2 separate regions of the Triticum aestivum genome follow, and region 2 is linked to region 1. Evidence: chromatin contacts called from public Hi-C data. All regions are on one chromosome and are shown on one strand. The core of a region is the stretch at or near the end of the contact, and the rest is flanking DNA. Distances in the headings are between cores, read along the strand shown.

The links. Hi-C and Micro-C count contacts between places; a contact is called where the count stands out from the background.
Region 2: a Hi-C map of leaf shows a contact between it and region 1, with 6 times the contacts expected there. The contact joins the promoter of LOC123182089 here to the promoter of LOC123182088 in region 1. A contact is called at or near these places in 5 of 5 Hi-C or Micro-C datasets (leaf, root and an unstated tissue) and 1 of 1 datasets of contacts at active chromatin or transcription factors (leaf).

The regions. Positions count from the first base shown.
Region 1 is chr1D:363,148,003-363,150,743 of IWGSC CS RefSeq v2.1, forward strand. It overlaps LOC123182088 (protein ALTERED PHOSPHATE STARVATION RESPONSE 1), which reads right to left and starts at 1,330. Exons shown (of 4, transcript XM_044594549.1): 1 at 1-1,330. The coding sequence starts at 976.
Region 2 is chr1D:363,292,912-363,295,627 of IWGSC CS RefSeq v2.1, forward strand. LOC123182089 (F-box protein SKP2A) reads left to right here and starts at 1,259. Exons shown (of 5, transcript XM_044594550.1): 1 at 1,259-1,647; 2 at 2,603-2,716. The coding sequence starts at 2,634.

The DNA of each region.
Region 1 (2,741 bases), core at 80-2,579:
GGCTGCTCGAGAACGACCCGTCCGGAGCAAACGCCTTTTGATTGTAGTGGGGAAGGTCCTGGTTGTAGGAGTCGAACGGGTTGAAGAAATCCCACGGCGACGCTTCCGGCATCGGCATAGGTGGCGGCGGCGCCGGAGCCGGAGCCGCCGCCTCCCGGCCACGATGCTCCGCCGGCTGGCCCCCCTCCGGCACGCCGTACATTGGGTTGTTGTACCCGTATTCGTACCCCATGTAAGAAGGCACATTGGTGGCGAAGTTGCTGTAGCCGTATGGTTCTTGGTACACCGTGTTCGCCGCCGCCGAACTGGCCTTCATGTAGTAGGCATTGGGGATTGCGACTTCTGGGATTGGGAATGAAGAAGGATAGGCGTCGTAGGAGGCCTGCGCCCATGGCATCTCGGGCCTGCCGTCCCACGGCATTTGAGGCATGCCGCCCCACGGCATCTCTGGCCTGCCGCCCCACGGCATGGCGGGCCTGCCCTGCCATGGCATGGCCGGCCTGGCCGCTGCAGGCTCTGGGATGTGACGCTGTTGGGGCACTCCATTCGGCGGCGGGATCTCGCCGCGGCCACTGACACCGCCGCGGGCGTCGTGTCCGTGCCCGGGGGCATCGCAAGCGCAGTCGTCGGCGGAGTCGGGATCAGAGTCGGAGGCGTCGGAGTGGAAGTGGAGGTGGGAATGGCCGGAGTCGGTGTGCGGGGTGGAGCTGGAGGCGCTGGGCTTCTTGGGCTCGTCGTGGTCGGAGGGGGGCAGCGTGAGCACGGGCGACCCGGGCGGCGAGGCGGCGTGGTGCTCGTGCGCGAACCGCGCGAGCGCGTCGGCCACCCGCGGGAGCGCGCGGAAGTATGCGGCGTGCGCGGCCGCGAGCGCGGCGCGGCGGTCCCCCGCCGCGAGCATCAGGTCGCGGCGCTCCCGGCAGAGCGCGGCCACGGGGGACACGTCCGCCGCGTCCAGCCGCGAGCTCCGGCACCCCATCCTGCGCTACGCCCTCGCCCGCGACGGCATTGCCCGCCCCCGACGCCGCCAAGTTAGTGCCCAAACAAGCGCGCGGGAGCAAGCAAAGGTGGCGTGGGCGCGTGAGCTAGCTACGACGCGAGAGGCGGGGGCGAGCACTGAACAACACTGAGCTGCGCGCGCGCGCGACGCGAGCGTGGCACGGCACGGGCACGTGGAGGAGCTGCGCGGAGGTACGTTTATTATTGAGCATGAGCAGGCACTGACACTGGCAGTGGCGATGGGTTAAAGCAGATGCAATGCACTGCTCATTCGGTACAGCAGGGTGAGCGAAAAGGCGCTTGCTCTTCGCTCACATCACCGGAAAGATGTCTCGGGGCTGCCGGAGACGAGGACTCGGGGAGGGGCCATGGAATCGCGAAGGAGCAGTGCCGATCCGGTCGCCTGTGTATGGGTCGATCCGATCGCCTGTGTATGGGTCGGCGAGAGAGAGAGAGAGAGATGGAGAAGGGCCGGCGATTTGTTACCGCCGTGGTAAATTGGCAGAACGCGTTTCGTTTTACCGTGGAACGACGGAGAGGAGAGGACACGAGGTAGGTAAGTTTCGGTGCAGCGGCAGTAACATCATTGCGTCTCACTCCCATTTCTGTGCGCGACGGTGACAGTAATATTTACTCGCTCTGCAGCCCTGCATAGTACTACCTCTACACGCGTTAAATCTGTGATCCGTGGCGAATCTGGCGTGATAATTAGCCGATGCTCCTCCATCATGGCCGTCTTTGCTGAGCAGAGATCGCCGAAAGATTTTACCGCAATCACATTCGGCGCCCGCTGCTGTACGGTGCTTTGGCCCTGTTTTAGATAAGAACCGCTTGCTCAATTAAGTGAAATACAGTACTAAGTAAAACCCTCGTCGTGCAAGGGCAAGGGCACGGCATTGATGGTCAAAGATTCTGTCCCACTGAACTGAACCCCTCCCTCGCTCACACTAATTCTGAACTCCCGCGCTTTGCCTCACCCACGCACGGCACGCGCGCACACATGACCTCGCATCTCGATCCAATTACGAACTCCGTCTCGCTAAATCGAGTCACGTGGGTCGCCGGAGCGCATCGAGGACGCCACCCCTCCGCTCCACGGAGCCTTCTCAGTAAAATCCAAGGGCTAGCACTGTTCTAGATTCCGGCGATCGACACGCACATTCTCAAAAAAAAAAAGTACTAGCTGCTACTGTATTTACTGGAGTGGAGTAGTACTCCTACTCGTAACAATAGCTAGCTCGTGGCTGGCCTCGTAGGCGGGCAGATGCTCTCTCTCTCTCTCTCTGCTTTTCCGTCTGGGATACTAGCTTAGCTAATCGATGGAGTGGCGATCTGAAAGGAGGCCAGAGGCTCGCACATGCATGTCACGCTAATCACTCATGGCGGAGAAGGAATCAACACATGGGGGATGGAGATAACGTTTCGTTTCCGGATCGTCAGTAGAGCCGAGATCGCCTGTGCAGTCGCATCTCATCATCACGCCGGGCCATTGCGGCTTCTGCAAGCTCCATGCTTGTGCAGAAGACTGGCTTAGCAGCTTGCATAATGCGATCCAGATCTGGGCCGGACAGCAGGAACCAAACCACGGACAAGTTGGCATCAGCCTGGTACTACGTACTCCTGCTGCTACAACAGTACTGCTACTAGAGTGATTTGGTTTGGTAGTAGCATAACGCTGCTGTTACGGCAGGGTTACGGGGTTTACGATAGATTATTGTTGAGGCCTCCAGCCCCGAGAGGCATGC
Region 2 (2,716 bases), core at 9-2,508, 140 kb after region 1:
CACACATATCTAGATAAAATAGATGATGTGGCAAGCAATAAATGAAGAAAGAGATGCATGTAGTAACATAGCTAGTTACTACTAATATGAGTAACATCACACATATCAAGGCAAGATGAGTTTATAGCATAATAAATGAAGTGTTGCATGTTACTCCCCACTATAGAGGTAGTAACATAGAGTAGTAACATGGACATGTTACTACTTTATATTACTACCCATTATGGCTGGTCTTACTAGTAACATGCACATATTACTAGTCTATATTACTACTCATTGTGGCTAGTCTAAGAAAACCGTAACAAAGGCTGGCATGCGCGAAATGAATTCTGATGGGTGCATTCGGATCGAACAGCCACGCAGGAGCTGACATGGTAGGACGGGGTAGTGTGTGATTGTTTTTGCATGCGGATGTGGAGTATTACGACCCACACGCCACAGCTGTAATAGATGCAACCAAAGGATTATCACTTGTCATCATCCGGATGACGGCAGACACCGGCAAGTGGAAAGCGACCAGCGGCTCATCGGCTCATGGTGATGGTGAAATAGTGGAAGAAGGCGGTATATTTGCTCCACGTAGTGCCAAAACTAGACAACGAGTTTACCAGATAAAATTCCAAGTTCCTTTTCTCGATGGGAAAAATCTCCAAGTTCCTGATATGGGGTTACCGCTCACGAGCGTAGCACCGGAATGTTTTACCTAAGTAACATTAAGCAAGCAGGGAGGTGGGTTCTAAGTAAAATTCATGGAAGAGCAGTGCATGTCCTTGTGAAGATGTGTGCATGCAAGCCGAGAGATGGTGGCTGCTCATGGCCACCCGCAGTCCATCCAAACGTGATCGGATCGTTACGGTTGCACTGCACTTGCACGGAGATAAGCCAGTTGTGGAACTTGAAAGCTCGGTGCAGCGCCGTGCCTTGTAGGCATGTACTACACGTCAAATTATGTACTAGGATGGATACGCCGCTGGCCACGGAGCCATGCGATGCGATCCGACGACAAAGACACGATACAGCCTACAGGACTCCCGGACACATATCCCCTCGGCCGGGGACCCCGGAAAACCGGCTCAACTCGCGATCAAGGACGGACCACGGCGGGGACGTGGACGCTCGCTCGTGACGCACGCACATGAGGATGGGAGTACCCCGCCGGAACACGAAAGCGAAAACGACGGCGACGAAACTCGTGGCCTATTCCGTTGCGAACGATTCTCTCCCCGCCCTCGAGCCGAGGAAGGAAGGAACCTCTTTTTGTCGACGTTAAAAAAAGCGCCGGCCCCTCCGTGCCGTCCCAGGCGGTCCTTTCGTGTCCGTCCCTCCGGCCAACGCGCGCCCCCGCCCGCGCCCCAAGACGAGGGGGGAAGAAAAATCTCCCGTATCCGCCGGGCACCTCGCGTGTCGGCAAGCCACAGCCATCGGCGCCGGCCTAATAAAGTCGGCCGGCCGGATATAGCCACCCTTCCCCTGCACGCGCGCGCCACGCCCCCTATAGCTTTCTTCCTCCTCGCCACCTCAAGCTCAAGGTCTCCGCCTCGGTCCGGTGCGCGGTGGCCACAGGCGTCCCTCCCTCTTCAGCGACAACCCTAGCCGCGTCTCGTCTCCGGCTCCGGGTGGGTCGAGGTCCGCGCGTGCTCGCGCTGGGTGAGTCGCAAGGTTTCCTTTACGTTATCTTGCAGATAATTGTTTTTTTGCTCGGGATTGAGCACCACCGGGTCTGTTTGCATTTCCCAGCAAACTTCTTTGCCCGATTTGTTGCTCAAGTTTCGGGCTTCCTCTCGATTGTGCCCCGATTGTTCGGCTTTTCCGATGGATTTTCGCGGATTAGCCACCTCGATTTCTGCAACCTTTTATAAGCCTGGATTAGCGAGCTCGCCGGCTTTATTGCTTTGCTGATCAAAAGTCAGAGGAAATCGAGACTTTGATCCCTAGAAGCCTCCGCAATGTTTCCTTCGCCTTATTTTAAGGATGTAGTTTGCTGTTTGATTGTGACTGGCAAGTAGTAAATCCAAGCCGGAAAGGTGCCATGTTGGTAGAGTTCTATAAGTACGCACCTCTCCATCTGTGGATTCTTGATACATTCTTTCCAGCTTCTCCATCTCGTAGATTTCGCTGCCATGCGACGAAAACAGCATTGATCCACAGTATCCGTGGTCGGGCTGTAGCTTTGTTCCGGATCCCCATTCAGGTCCTCATCTGTTATTTCTTTTCCAATTATACATAGGTACATAATTAGCCTCACATTCTCAAGTTTATTCTTGCCCATCTGACTGTTCATTACCCCTAATTGGCCATTTCAGTTCGACAAGTGTAAAGAACTCGGTGTGCTTAAACAATTTTTGTATAAATTATTGCTGTTTAGTTTAACCCACCTTGGTTCCATACTGCCTACCTGTTTTAATCTTTGCTGTTATGTGCGTTTTGGATAAATCTGTATTGGTAGCATTGTCCTTGCACGATTTTCTTGATTGCTATGCCGTCTCTGAATGCAGCTGTTATCACCTATCTTAGTGTTCAGGAAGCGGAGGTCGAATAGTTTGCTATATTATGCCATTTTATCTTGGATTGCTTTTATTGATTGGATTGCCTGTAATTGCAGGGGCACATTGATACTTGAAGTAATATTGAAAATGGTTAGTGCGAGGTCAGTGGACAGGCAGTTGGATGCGTGCTTCAGCAACCTCATGGTGTCTAGCGGCGGTGGAAGGGGGCA